2 separate regions of the Canis lupus genome follow, and region 2 is linked to region 1. The links are chromatin contacts, called in public Hi-C maps. All regions are on one chromosome and are shown on one strand. Each heading gives the region's core, a stretch centred on a gene start, on an enhancer-like site or on the middle of the called end of the contact. The rest is flanking DNA. Distances are from core to core; before and after follow the strand shown. Region 1 overlaps TNRC6B (trinucleotide repeat-containing gene 6B protein). Region 2 overlaps TNRC6B (trinucleotide repeat-containing gene 6B protein).

Evidence for each region. A called contact is a pair of places that touch in the nucleus more often than the background predicts.
Region 2: a contact with region 1 is called in a Hi-C map of blood, with 2.8 times the contacts expected there. The contact joins two enhancer-like sites. A contact is called at or near these places in 3 of 9 Hi-C or Micro-C datasets (amygdala, blood and liver).

What each region holds. Positions count from the first base shown.
Region 1 is chr10:25,828,092-25,834,749 of UU_Cfam_GSD_1.0, reverse strand. TNRC6B (trinucleotide repeat-containing gene 6B protein) reads left to right here. Exons shown (of 25, transcript XM_038550487.1): 15 at 3,480-3,611; 16 at 3,879-3,974; 17 at 4,151-4,346. Among named protein-coding and RNA genes, the nearest start is that of ADSL, 40 kb to the right of the region's middle. Within about 2 kb of position 3,984, at least 3 of the 20 cell types and tissues checked have an H3K27ac peak or open chromatin away from gene starts, as enhancers often do. A contact at or near this core is called in blood, where this site is marked.
Region 2 is chr10:25,933,199-25,939,856 of UU_Cfam_GSD_1.0, reverse strand. The region is part of intron 4 of TNRC6B (trinucleotide repeat-containing gene 6B protein); the gene reads left to right. Among named protein-coding and RNA genes, the nearest start is that of TNRC6B, 120 kb to the left of the region's middle. Within about 2 kb of position 3,921, at least 13 of the 20 cell types and tissues checked have an H3K27ac peak or open chromatin away from gene starts, as enhancers often do. A contact at or near this core is called in blood, where this site is marked.

The DNA.
Region 1 (6,658 bases), core at 2,735-5,234:
TGGGGAGAGGTGCCCACCTTGATCATAATACTCTGGGCCTCCTGCCCTTTCTTCCTGGCAGCAAACCTATAGGGAGGGTTGCCCCATTCTAGTTACTGCTGGATACGTTTGTAATTCGGTATCAGGAAGCTTGCATTCTCCAAGATCAGCTTTCTCAGTAGTAAAGGGGATATTTTGGCCCCACATGCCTTCATCTTGTCTTAAAAATTCATGATTTCTGCAAGAAAGAGGAGGGGTTATTATTAAACTCCCCTTGAAGATCCCCAGACTTCCTCAAAGATCACAGAAGGTCTTGGCGATTCCTTTCACAAATTCTTTGTCTGTTGTAGGATTTAATTTGTCTTAACCCTTTTGGTTGAACGTCTTTGTTCTTAACAGAGAAGACAAAAGCCGTAAAAATTTTATTTTCACTTAATTTAACTTAATTTCCATTTAATCATTTAATACAAATTTAAGTAGTCTAAAGCAGTGATTCTTTTCCTAGTCACCAGAACCACACTAAACCAAACTCTGAAGGCTCTTTTAATCTGCCTGTTGTTTTGCAAGTCTCCATTTATTTTATGTTGCAATCCCCCAACACGACTTACACATACTCATCCTCGCTTGCTAGCCTTACTTTCCATCTTTTGAAAATACCCCTTTAAAGTTTGAGTCATCAGAAAGCTTTCATCAGAAGACCCACTGGGTCTTCCCACTGTATCTTTCTTTAGCATAACAGTCAGAGTTAAATTAATGCTTCTGAGTCACCATCTCTGCCACATTCTCAAGAATACTTGCCTACCTTTCCTTTGATACTTTCTAGTCTAGAAACATCAAGGTTTAAATTTCCTGTCCAGGGCTTACCAACTCATTTTATTCCAAGATTTCAGCCACTTTCACTTAACCTATCAACGCCATCATTTGGGGAAGTATTTTGGGTTAAAGTAATAGTTTTCCCAGCTGTTTCCTCTCTACTCTCTAAGAGATGCTGAGGGTTGCCAACCAGTGAGAACACTTGTTTGATTTTCTGTTTTAACAGTTGGACACCTAGCAGATGTGAGCTCAGAGCAAGCACACCAACCCTGTGCATTATGCCTTTGCACCAGTTTTATGGCCAGCACGAGGGACTTGGTATTTAAAAGAAAAAAAAAAAGTAAAAATTTTAATAATAGTCTTTAAGCACCGATTATAGGTTGAAACGATAATTTAGATATATTGGGTTAAATATATATATGTTATTGGGGAGCCTGGGTGTCTCAGTCAGTTAAGTATCTGCCTTCAGCTCAGGTTATGATCCCAGAATCCTGGGATCAAATCCCATGTCAGGCTCCCTGGGGAAGCCTGCTTCTCCCTCTGCATATGTCTCTGCCTCTCTCTTTGTGTTTCTCATGAAAAAAAAAGTAAAATATTTTTAAAAAATTAAATATTTTTAAAAATTAAATCTTAAAAAAAATAAGGTAAGTTCTAAGATCATAAAATATATTACAATTCAGCCCAGCTGCTTAAATATAACAGAGGAGAGCAAAACCTATTTTAAAATATGATAGAAAAAAAATAAAAAATAAAATAAAATATGATAGATTTTAACTGATAGTAAGCTAGTGTGAGAGTTGGGAGTTAGTATGCAAGCATCAAAAAAACTGAGATCTCAGTCATTGTTAATAAAAGTCTGGCTTTTAATAGTAATGCTAAGTTAGTGATGGTCAGGTCTACTTGTTATTTGACTACTCTAGAAAATGACTTTCTATCTGAGCTCTCCATTGAGAAATTGGATGAGATATGCATGAAAGAACTGATCGTGTTTAGTCTGAAGATGAGACATAAGGAACTGTAATTGTCTCTAGACATTTGAAGAGCCACCCCTGTGGAATAATATGAGCATTTATGGAGTGTATTTCTAAGCCTTTGTTGTGGATTAACTCATAAAATCCTTAATCACTAAAGTTAATATTATTTTAATTTTGGAGATAAGGAAAATGGAGGGGCAGCCCCAGTAGCGCAGCGGTTTAGCGCTGCCTGCAGCCCAGGGTGTGATCCTGAAGACCCAGGATCAAGTCCCACGTCGGGCTCCTTGCATGGAGCCTGCTTCTCCCTCTGCCTGGTCTCTGCCTCTCTCTCTCTCTCTCTCTCTTTCTCTCTCTGTCTCTCATGAATAAATAAATAAAATCTAAAAAAAAAAAAAAAAAAAAGGAAAATTGAGGCCCAGAAGGGCTAAGTAACTTGTCCTGAGTTGCTCACCTTAGAAATGGCAGCCCGTGCAATCAGCTTCCAGAACTAAACTCGACCAGTGTGTGACGTGCCACCCAAAGATTTTGTTTTCCATGGTCCCAGCTGATTCACTGTGTTCAGAGGATGAAAGTGCAGGGAAACTCATTTCAGCTCAGTGAAAACATCTTAGATGAGCAGTCCAACAGTGGGAGGGGGTCTTTTCTCTGTCCCTGAAGGTTCTGTAGCCTAGCCTAGCTCACTCCTGAAAACCATGAGAAAGAACCAGTTGAGTCATTTGGCCTTTTAGACTCCTTTACTCTGCAACTCTGGTATGAGAGGTCATGAACTGAAACTCCAGTGTCTCTTACTTACAGGTTAATATATTTTCTTATTTGTATAACAAAAATTCTTTTTTTTTTAAATTTATGTATTTATTTATTTATGATAGTCATCAGAGAGAGAGAGAGAGGCAGAGACACAGGCAGAGGGAGAAGCAGGCTCCATGCACCGGGAGCCCGATGTGGGATTCGATCCCGGGTCTCCAGGATCGCGCGCTGGGCCAAAGGCAGGCGCTAAACTGCTGCGCCACCCAGGGATCCCAAAAATTCTTGTTTTTTAAGATTTTATTTACTTATTCATGAGAGACACAGAGAGAAAGAGAGGCAGAGGGAGAAGCAGGCTCCATGCAGGGAGCCTGATGTGGGACTCGATCCCGGGCCTCCAGGATCAGGCCCTGGACTGAAGGGGGCACTAAACTGCTGAGCCACCCGGGCTGCCCCCAAAATACTTTCTTTTAGGCCTTTATTTATTAGCTTGGTGAAGTTTAATGTATTTTGTTTCCATTTCCAGTAACAATTTCTCAGGCAAAAATCATATTGTCAATAAAACTTTTTGTCTTCCAGAAGTCTTCCTGATTACAAATTCATAACTTTTATTGTAGAAAAATTGGAAAGCCTAAGAAGAGAATTTAAAAACTCTTTTTTAAGATTTTATCTTTAAGTAATCTCTGCCCACTACATGGGGCTCAAACTTATAACTCTCAAATCAAGAGTTGCACATTCCACCGACTGACCCAGCCAGGTGCCCCTAAAAGCTCTTACAATCTCAGTGCTCAGAGATTAACCACTGTTAACACGTTAGTGTATTTCTCCTGATCATTTAATATTTTTCACAAATAGTTTTCAAGGAAAACTGTTGATGCTTGCTTTAGATCTATTAAGACCTTTTTACAGAAAAAAAGAGTTTTATTTTGGTAAGTTCTGAAAGATGCTTTTTTTTTTTTTCCTTGCTAGGTTTCTGCCTCCATGCTCAAGCAGTTTCCCAACAGTGGCCTGAATCCAGGTCTTTTCAATGTGGGGCCCCAGTTATCTCCTCAACAGATTGCCATGCTGAGCCAGCTTCCACAAATTCCCCAGTTTCAGTTGGTAAGTGGCAGATTTTCCTCTTATAGCTAAAAAAAGATAATTTTCTTTTTTTCCCATTTAACTTTGATTTGCTTCGTTTTATGCATGCTTAAGTGTTAATATATCAGCTCAGCTAGAGGGAAATGCCACCAGTGGACCAGGAACTTGGTGGGACTTCCCCTTTAGACACTTGATTCAGCCACTGCACTTTGGTGCAGTACCCCATCGAGTGTCTCAGTAAGCACAGCTTAGGAAACTTTTTTCCTCTATCTCCTCCCTGTTTTGTAGGCATGTCAGCTTCTCCTGCAGCAGCAGCAACAGCAGCAGTTGCTACAGAACCAGAGGAAGCTTTCTCAAGCTGTGCGCCAGCAGCAAGAGCAGCAGGTATGCAGAACTGAAAGGGTCCCTCTAGTGCTCTGTGTGAGGACTGCAGGTCCACTTCACCTCTAAGAATAAAACATAAGCCACATGCAGTCTTTTCCTGGAAGGTGCAGGATGTTGGCTTATCTTGTGTCCATTTTCCCTCCAATTCCCCCTTGCCCCGGACTCCTGGCTTCCAGCTGGCTCGAATGGTGAGCGCTCTCCAGCAACAGCAGCAACAGCAGCAGCAGCAGCAGCAGAGGCAGCCTGGCATGAAGCACTCACCCTCTCATCCTGTTGGGCCCAAGCCACATCTGGACAACATGGTACCCAACGCTCTGAATGTGGGGCTCCCAGACCTTCAAACCAAAGGGCCAATACCTGGATATGGTTCTGGTAAGTTGTCAGTAATGAAAATCACCTTAAAAAAAAAACACCAGTTGTATACAGAGCCTCTGGTAGAGGTCGGTCCTACATTACTTCCTCTCAGCAGCCACACGAAAGAGATAAATATTCTTATCCCTGTCTTACAGCTGATATCCTAGAGTTTTGATGGTTTTCCAAACTCACCACACAATTAGTAAATCGCATAGCTACACCTCTGACTTCTTTGGGTCCGAAGCAGTCTTTTACATTTGAGGAATGGCAACCTGCTCTTCTACCACCAGAAATTTTTAAAAGCCAGTTAAAATGTTTGTACGCGCTGTGAGTGCCACGTGCATCTGAAGTTATAATCTCTTAAAATATGTACAAACTGAAGTATTTAGCCCTACTGATGAAGTTTCTTCTTATGGAAAAATGGGGAACTAAAATGAAGCTTATAAGGCAAACTGATGAATTCTTCTGATATTAGTATTTCATTTGAGTTAAATAGAATTAGCGCAAGTAAGGTTATACCTTTGACATTCATCAAGAATTTGTTGGCAGGCAAGTCGTAGCTCTTTCAGACCAGGGAACATGTTGTAAGCACAATCCAATCAGTGAGGCAACAGTGACTTAAAAATAAAATGTAAACATTTCAAAGATACCACACACCACAGCAGGTTCTCCTCAGAATGACAAAATTTAGGGTTTATTTTGGTAAAGAAGATACCGTTCTTGCAAACTCAAAAATAAGAGTGGAAGAGACCTGAAATCCATGCTCCTATGAAGCAGAGTGACCCTGGACACATGGCCCTGCTCTCTGCTCTAGTTTTGTGGGGTGTCCACATGCAGAGAGGAACAAAGACTTCAAGGATGCCATAAGTTTTAAGGTAATTAATTTCCAGATTCGCCAACAGCACTGTTTCTTTAAAATGATCTGCCTGAGAACTGACTTAAATTCAAAATAACCTTTCTTCCACTTGACATAAAAGAAGAGTGAAATCTCCACCATCTCCTGTCTTTCTAAGGCATGCCCATCTTGGGTATAGAAATCTAGGGTGCCAGGACGTCTGGGTGGCTCAGCGGTTTAGCGCCTGCCTTTGGCCCGGGACATGATCCTGGAGTCCCTGGATAGAATCCCACTCGGGCTCCCTGCTTCTCCCTCTGCTTCTCTCTCTCCATCTCTCTCTCTCCCTCTCTCTCTCCCTCTCCCTCTCTCTCTCTCCCGAATAAACAAAATATTAAAAGAAAGAAAGAAATCCAGGGTGCCAAGCAAGGCAATAGCCTCCTATAATGAATAATGAAGGTGTCATTAATTTTGTATTTCCAGGCTTCACCTTCTTAATCATGTTTTTTGTTACAGATAAAGCTTGATATAAGATCCTGGATATTTTGATATGTGTTGAGTTGTGAATTTAGACCCTGTATATAATAATAAAGCAGGGCAACTTTGCTGCTTCTGTCCCTTTTGTCAAAGAGTACATAGCTCTCAAAGTAGAGTCCAGTCATGCAAAGCAAAGTGAACATCTGGAGCCCTGGGTGGCTTTTCCACGTGTTTAAATGCATACAGTTCTTTTCAGGTCTTCTCAGTACTCATCCCCTAGGGCATATCAAAGGTGGAAAGAAAAGTATCTTTGACCAGCTTGAGCAACAGGAGTTAGTGACACAGAGTCTCTTAAATACGTGTTTCTTAAAATTTATCAGGTAACACCTGTGAATAAACCTTTTATGTGCTTTGCTTTAGATTGGGTGTGCATTAGTCAGTTAGTTAAAAACCTAACATCATAATGTATTTATTCCAATGACAGTTCTTATAACATGTTTAATAATTATTGCCTTTTATTAAAAAGTAAAATTCTAGGAGGTTGGGGGGGTTACATGTTAGCTGTGAATCTTAGTTTTCAGCAGCATAGCTTCTCATCAAATAAACAGAAAATTTTTATCATAATGTCTTATTAATGATGTTATTTGTGATTATTGTACTGGAGGCATAACTTTCCCTGACAGCTGAAGGATCAGAGTTCAATCTGCATACATACATTTACTGAAGAAAGGGCATGTTTTTTTATCATACTCTTGTTTCAAGGTAACTTACAAATTTAAAAAAAAAAACTTACAAATTTAACTATGTATTATAAACCAAATTAAGTAAGCAGAAAAAACATACTGACTTACTAATTTATTTCTATTTGGTAACTTATGAAACAGTAGATAAATTTTATTAGGTCTTTATCATATTAATTGTGATCTGACCACTTATGATCTGCCTTATAAGATGCATTTTACAATTTATTTCACAGTTTAAAATTTCCTTAATTCCTTAATATTATGACATTTATTTGAAT
Region 2 (6,658 bases), core at 2,672-5,171, 110 kb before region 1:
TAAAAAAAAAAAAAAAAAAAAAAAATTTAGAAAGCATTTAGCAAATACTCGTTGAACAAATAGATTTTATTTTTTTTTCATAAGTATTTTTTTTTAATTTATTTATTCAGAGAGAGAGAGAGACTGAGAGGCAGAGACACAGGCAGAGGGAGAAGCGGGCTTCATGCAGGGAGCCCAACGCGGGACTTGATCCTGGGTCTCCAGGATCAGACCCTGGGCCGCAGGCGGCCCTAAACTGCTGCGCCACCAGGGGTGCCCATATTCATAGATTTTATAATTTAACCATCTTTATATTGTTAGTATAAACCCTACATGGCCTTAGTGAACTGTTCTCTTAAAACTTCTGAATTCTATTTGTTGATATTTTACTTAGGATTGTTATATTTGCCTTCACAAGTAAAGATTGGTTTATATATATATATTTTTAAATATTTCATTTATTTATTTATTTATTTATTTATTTATTTATTTATTTATTTATTTATTTATTAATGAGACACAGAGAGAGAGAGAGAGGCAGAGACACAGGCAGAGGGAGAAGCAGGCTCCATGCAGGAAGCCCGATGTAGGACTCGATCCCAGACTCCAGGATCAGGCCCCGGGCCAAAGGCAGGTGCTAAATCGCTGAGCCACCCAGGGATCCCCCTGGTTTATAGTTTTATTTTTTGTACCATCTCAATCCAGACAGATATCAGGAATATGTTAGTCACATAGAAGAAATTAAGAAGCTTTCCCTTTTGTTTCTGTAAGTTTGGGAACAGTAGGGATAACATGGAAATTATCTGTTTGATAGAAGTTTGGTAGATTTCACCCAGAATACCATTTGTGCCTGATGTAGTTTTAGTGGCTACTTCTCTGAATAGCTTACAGATATCTGCTATGGGTTTTTTTTTTAATTTTTAATTTATTTATGATAGTCACACACAGACAGAGAGAGAGGCAGAGACACAGGCAGAGGGAGAAGCAGGCTCCATGCACTGGGAGCCCGACGTGGGATTCGATCCCGGGTCTCCAGGGTCACGCCCTGGGCCAAAGGCAGGCGCCAAACCGCTGCGCCACCCAGGGATCCCAAGACAGAGAATCTTAATTAAGCAGGCTCCACGCTTGATCTCACAACATTCACAAGCCCGAGATCATGAACTGAGCTAAAACCAAAAGATGGATGTTTAACCAACTGAGCTGTCCAGGTGCCCCAGTTCATTATTTTTAATCTTGTTTTCTAATAAAAATATTTTGGTATATTGTCACCAAAGGTGCCAACTTTGAAAGATAACACACATTTGACTGTATAAGTTCTGGTTTATTTGTATATAAAAGTAAACTTTTTTGTTACTTTGCATCCTTCCCTTGTAATAGTACAATTAAAAACACTGTTTAATGGCTAATATAAAAAAGTACAGCAAATATATCACAGAGTCCAAAATGTCTGGAAATACAGTGAAAATAATGTGTTTATTTCAGCTTTTTCTTCAGATGAGCAAGTAGACTAATTGCTTTAAAATTAGAGGTATCTCACAAAACAAAGTTGTCTAGAGGTTGAAAACATTGATCATAATATTTGAAAATAGAATATTTTGTTTCATAAATGTGTTTGTTTATGACTGACACAGTTTATGTCTGACTTTTCATGCAGCTTGTTCAACACAAAGTAACACACACATATATGTATATATATTTATACAGTAATATTCTGCATTGGGGAATGGAGACTTAGCAAAATTATAAAGAAACCATGTCCATCACAAATTAGAACAAGGCAGCTATACAGTCTCCATGCATTTTAACATGTTGAGCATGCTCCACGTAAGTAAGCTTTCCGTAACTCATCTGGAAGGTCTTGGAAGGATAAAAATAGACTAAATATTCAAAATTTCCATCCATTGAGTTTCCTGCTTTTGCCTACATCTCAGTTGTCAGTCTAGGTCTTGGCTCTTGCTCCACTCAGGGCTTCAAGAAGACCTGGAAGTGGTGGAAGCCTTTTACACCATAAATATTCAAGCCGCCAGGTCATTGAGGCATAGGCTCCCCCTGCCCTGAAACAGCTCCTCTCCTATTCTTCTGTTGGAGTGGAAAAAGCAAAGGAGGGAGGCTGTATGAAGACCCAGAAGCCAGGATGACAAACCTGTGGGATTTAGGAGGGGGTCATAGGTTCCTTTTCGAGGAATGTCAGGCTTACAGAATCCATGGGGTCTCTGCTGGATTGCATGTCAGATTACACTTGGTCAGCCTTGTTCATTTGGGAGACTCACTGTGGATCCCACTTTTTTTGGCTTTTAGAAATAGATGGAGTCTTGACAGTCACCAGGCACTTTTGTCTGCTTTCTATCATTTTAGTTACTTTATTTCCAAAGCAATCCTTAGAAGAAATAGATGGAAGTGAGTTTCTAGAAACAATATGACTTCTGTTCTTTATATTTGGATGGCAGATTTCCTCCTGCCTAGCACTACTGAGTGGAAGTCTGAGGAATTCATTCATTTGTTTATTCACTTATGTTGGTCCTCAGATGGCAGTGAAGGAAGATGTGGTGTTTGTTGTTATAGACACTGGGGAAGATCACCAATAGGCAAATTCTTATGCAGATAATAAATTGTGATTATGACCAACGCTATAAAGAAGTAGTAAAGGATGTTATGGGAGTGTTGAATAGGAAGACCTGGTCTCCACTGGAAGGGTCAAGAAAGCCTTCCTGGGGTAATGACTTACTTTTGAGATGGTAAGGATAAGATGAACAGAACTGCTAAAAGAAAGAAGCTAAGTGCAGAGTGTTAGAGCGGAAAGGAACCCAAGATACCATCTAGTGATGTCCAATCTTTACATTCCAGTCAGAAAACTGAGCCTTGGGAGGTAAAGGGATTTGCCTAACTAAGCTTGCACAGCCTGATGGCCCCAGGGCTAGAGATACAAACTCAGCATGTCTTTCTTAGGTGGGTATAAATAGAGAATGCCAGGCTTCCTGCATGGAGCCTGCTTCTCCCTCTGCCTGTGTCTCTGCCTCTCTCTCTCTGTGTCTCTCATTAATAGATAAATAAAAAGGTGGGGAGGCACCTGGGTGGCTTAGTGGTTGAGCGTCTGCCTTTGGCTCAGGTCGTGATCCCGGGGTCCCCGGATTGAGTCCTGCATCAGGCTCCCAAGAGGGAGCCTGCTTCTTCCTCTGCCTATGCCTCTGCCTCTCTTTGTGTCTCTCATGAATAAGTAAAATCTTTAAAAAATAATAATAATAATAAATTAAATAAATCAAGAATGCATATAGCTAGAAGAAGGGACTTAGAGATGGGAAAAGCAGGTAGGTCTTAAATTCCGTGCTTACTCTTGTCAGCTGCAGAACTACTTCCTCAGGTGGGAGAGGAATTTAAAGAGGGTTGGAATCTGCCCTATCCTAGAGAAAGTCAGCTTGCTAATGCCGCAGCATGGCTTTTATTTGGAGTCAGGGAAGGACGTACCGAACACATATACACCTGAAACAATAAATGTGGGCTTCATCTGGGAAACCAGTCCCTATTCTGCTTCTGTCTAGCTGTGTGATTTAAGTCACTTAATGTCTCTGAATTGCCAGTTTCAGTTTATACCTGGGTATATCTCCTTTTAGTCTTCTCCTATGCATTTTAGGAGCTTGTCAGAGATCAGATGTGCCCTGTATTTCACCTTAATCTTTAAAAACTAGTCTCTTCTTTGGCTAAAACATTGTTTAAGCCCCCTTTTAAAGAGCAGTTTGCCAGCCCATGCTTGCCCAAACATCTAGAGAATAACTGCAGCAAGCAATCCAAGCTCCAGGATCTGCAAGAATCGTTAGCAACTGAGCATATTTCTATAAACCAATAAAGGTTTTTATATTTTGTTCATCTGTTACCCTTATGCTGTTGCCACTTTCACATTCACTGTGTGTAGGCGGAGAGTATGAGATAACAGCCTTTCACAAATGAAAGTGAGTGGAAAAGGGCTGCTTTCCCTTTAAGGCAGTTTCAACCCCAGCTCCCTCCCCTTTCCTGATTGACAAACCTACCCGAAGTCACATGATCCGCCTCTATTTGAAGGTCACAAAAAGCTGCTTCCTTTAGAGACAGAGGGGGAGAGAGAGAGCAAGAGGGAGAGTGAGTGAGAGAGAGTTAGTTCAAGCCAAAATGGCCGACAGAGTCTCTGCTGGTTTCTGAATATTTAAAATACAAAAAAACAGATAGACAAAAAGAAATCATTTTTTGGACCTTTTTTCATTTCCATTTCTACCTTGTATGCCTCAATTTGCTGGATTTAAGCACTGCTGCACTTTATGAGGTTGGTAAATATTTTCAATTTTTTTAAACCAATTGATTTATATGGATCTTGTCTAACCGTTTTCACTAGTGCTGTTGCAAATGGACATTTGTCTAGCATGGAGACTGGCTTCAGACATTTCGTGAATCTGTGTAAATCAGACCCGTGATGTACTTTTGGTTCGGCATTTTAGAAATGGAAAAGCCTTGCTAGAATATTTAAAATTTGAAGTGATTTAATTGCACTTTTAATTTGTATGCAGATTTTCATCATCATTTCTGTCTTGCAAATAAATGAAACTACGAGTAACTGGAAAATTGATATTTAGAAAGAGGTTTTTTAAAAAAACACAGACCTCTCCCTGCCCCCTTAAATCTGCTGCAAAAATTTGCATAAATATAAATGGGTTTGCATTCTTTCGGCTGCTAAGGCCGACAAAGGATCTGGGAGGGCAAGCAGTACCACGGGAAAGCGCTTTTTTTTTTCTCCCCCTTAAAGCTAGGCCATCCTTCCTAGAGAGATGTAGAACCTAAAATAAGACCTGATACATTTTAAACATCAGGCTGGGGGCGAGTGAACACCAGGAGGTTTGGGGTTTGTAGATTCCCCTGCTTGAAAACCTCCCAAGCAATGTGTGGATCACCCCTCTTCTGCGCGCGCTCATTTGCACTGGGTCTCTGTGTGTGTTCTCAAATGTGCAGCCAGATGCGCTTTTATTTTGATCGTGGTTTGAACCAAATGGCAGGACTGTCTTGTAAACATGGTGTTTTGAAGATCGAAACAGCTATTCACCCCATTAGGAATGAGTTCTTTATCAGCTTCTCCCTGTAGACTGGCCTTCTCTGTTTCTCACAGATTACAGTTTTTGTTTAATTTCACACAGATGACCTGGGCTTTTCAGCACAAATTCAGCATCTGTGTGTGTGTGTGTGTGTGTGTGGCTGCCTGTTTGGGCCGTATATCCATTGTTGAAGTGGTCATTTAGGGTCACATAAATAGGTAGCTGTATGTATGTGTATGTTAGTTACCTCTGAAACCGTGCGGTGCCCTCAAGTTAAATTCCATTACTCCCAGTCCAGGATTCTAGGAAGCCTGGGAGCAGGGAGGGAAGAAAGCTGAAAACTTGCTTTCTCAGAGCCACCTCCCCCTATCATTGTAAGAGTGTGATGTAATGCTTCTCTTCTGGTGGGCTGAAAGGATCGTAGTTTGTGATGTGGCGGGGAAATTGCCCCCACCTCTGAGTAAATTACCCCACCCCCTCCGCACATCTCTGGCTCTAAGAGGCCTTGTTTTCTTTTCTTTTTTCTTTTTTTTTTTCCTAATTTCTATCCTCCTGATTTATGCGTGGCATACTGGCATGAGAAAGAGACTGTTCTTCTAAATCTGTTACAAAGTATAGTTTAGAAAGGCATTTAAAAGATGCAAATAGGTGGAATTGTCATATCCCCATCATTAAATATGTAGACTTGGATTAAAGCTAATTAAGCATAAATGGAATAATTTTGATCAGAAGGGAGCAGTGTTTTTGTTTCCTTTTTAATTAATCTAATTATAAGATGCTTGCTGGGCCTGCAAGTGTTAAAAAAAAAAAATGGAAGAAATGCTGGCCCGTTTTGAAAATTTGACAGTCTGGAAGAGGGTGTGTAGTGCTTTCAAAAGCTTTATTCACTGTTCAAATGGATTGGCCCCTTGTGCTGAAAATGGCCTGTTTCTTTGGGTCAATTGTGTGTAGATGAAGGGACTTTCACGCTAATTTAACAAAAAGACTCTGCATTTGAATACATAAAGATAATTAAAGTTCTCTGTCTCTAAAGAGCAAGTATTTTATTATTTTTCTAAAATTAATGTTATTATATTAGTAATGGAAATAAGTAGAAAAGGGACAATTTAAATTCAGTGTACATTTTTTGGTGATACAGGTTCAGCTTTTGTGTAAGAGGGATTGGAAACATTACATTAAAGAGGTAGTCTGGAACAAATTTGTCTCTTGAAAAATTTTTTTTACAGCTTGAATGTAAAGGAAAGACAGAAATTATCATAGTGATAGGGAGTGTTGCTTTGTGGTGGACCTAAGGAAAAATAGCTCTCATTATTGTTGTTTTTTTCTGAAAATGAAAGCGCTCATTTGGGGCTTTACTTGTTAGATGATTCATTTTACACCCATTTCCTAAGTTGGCCTTATAGAAGAAGAGTGAGAAAAACCTAAGCTTTCCATGTTATGCCATTAGCTTGTTTTTGTGGACTGTGTAAACATGTGAACGGCAGGTTAATTCAGTTTGTGGAGCGGAGGAACCAAAAGCAGGGTGCCTGTTCTCGCAAGAAGGAGAATGCTGTAATGAACATGAACAGAATGCCGTCTGAATCTTTGAAATGTTTTTATAAATATTCTTTTTTCTTAGACAGGTTGAA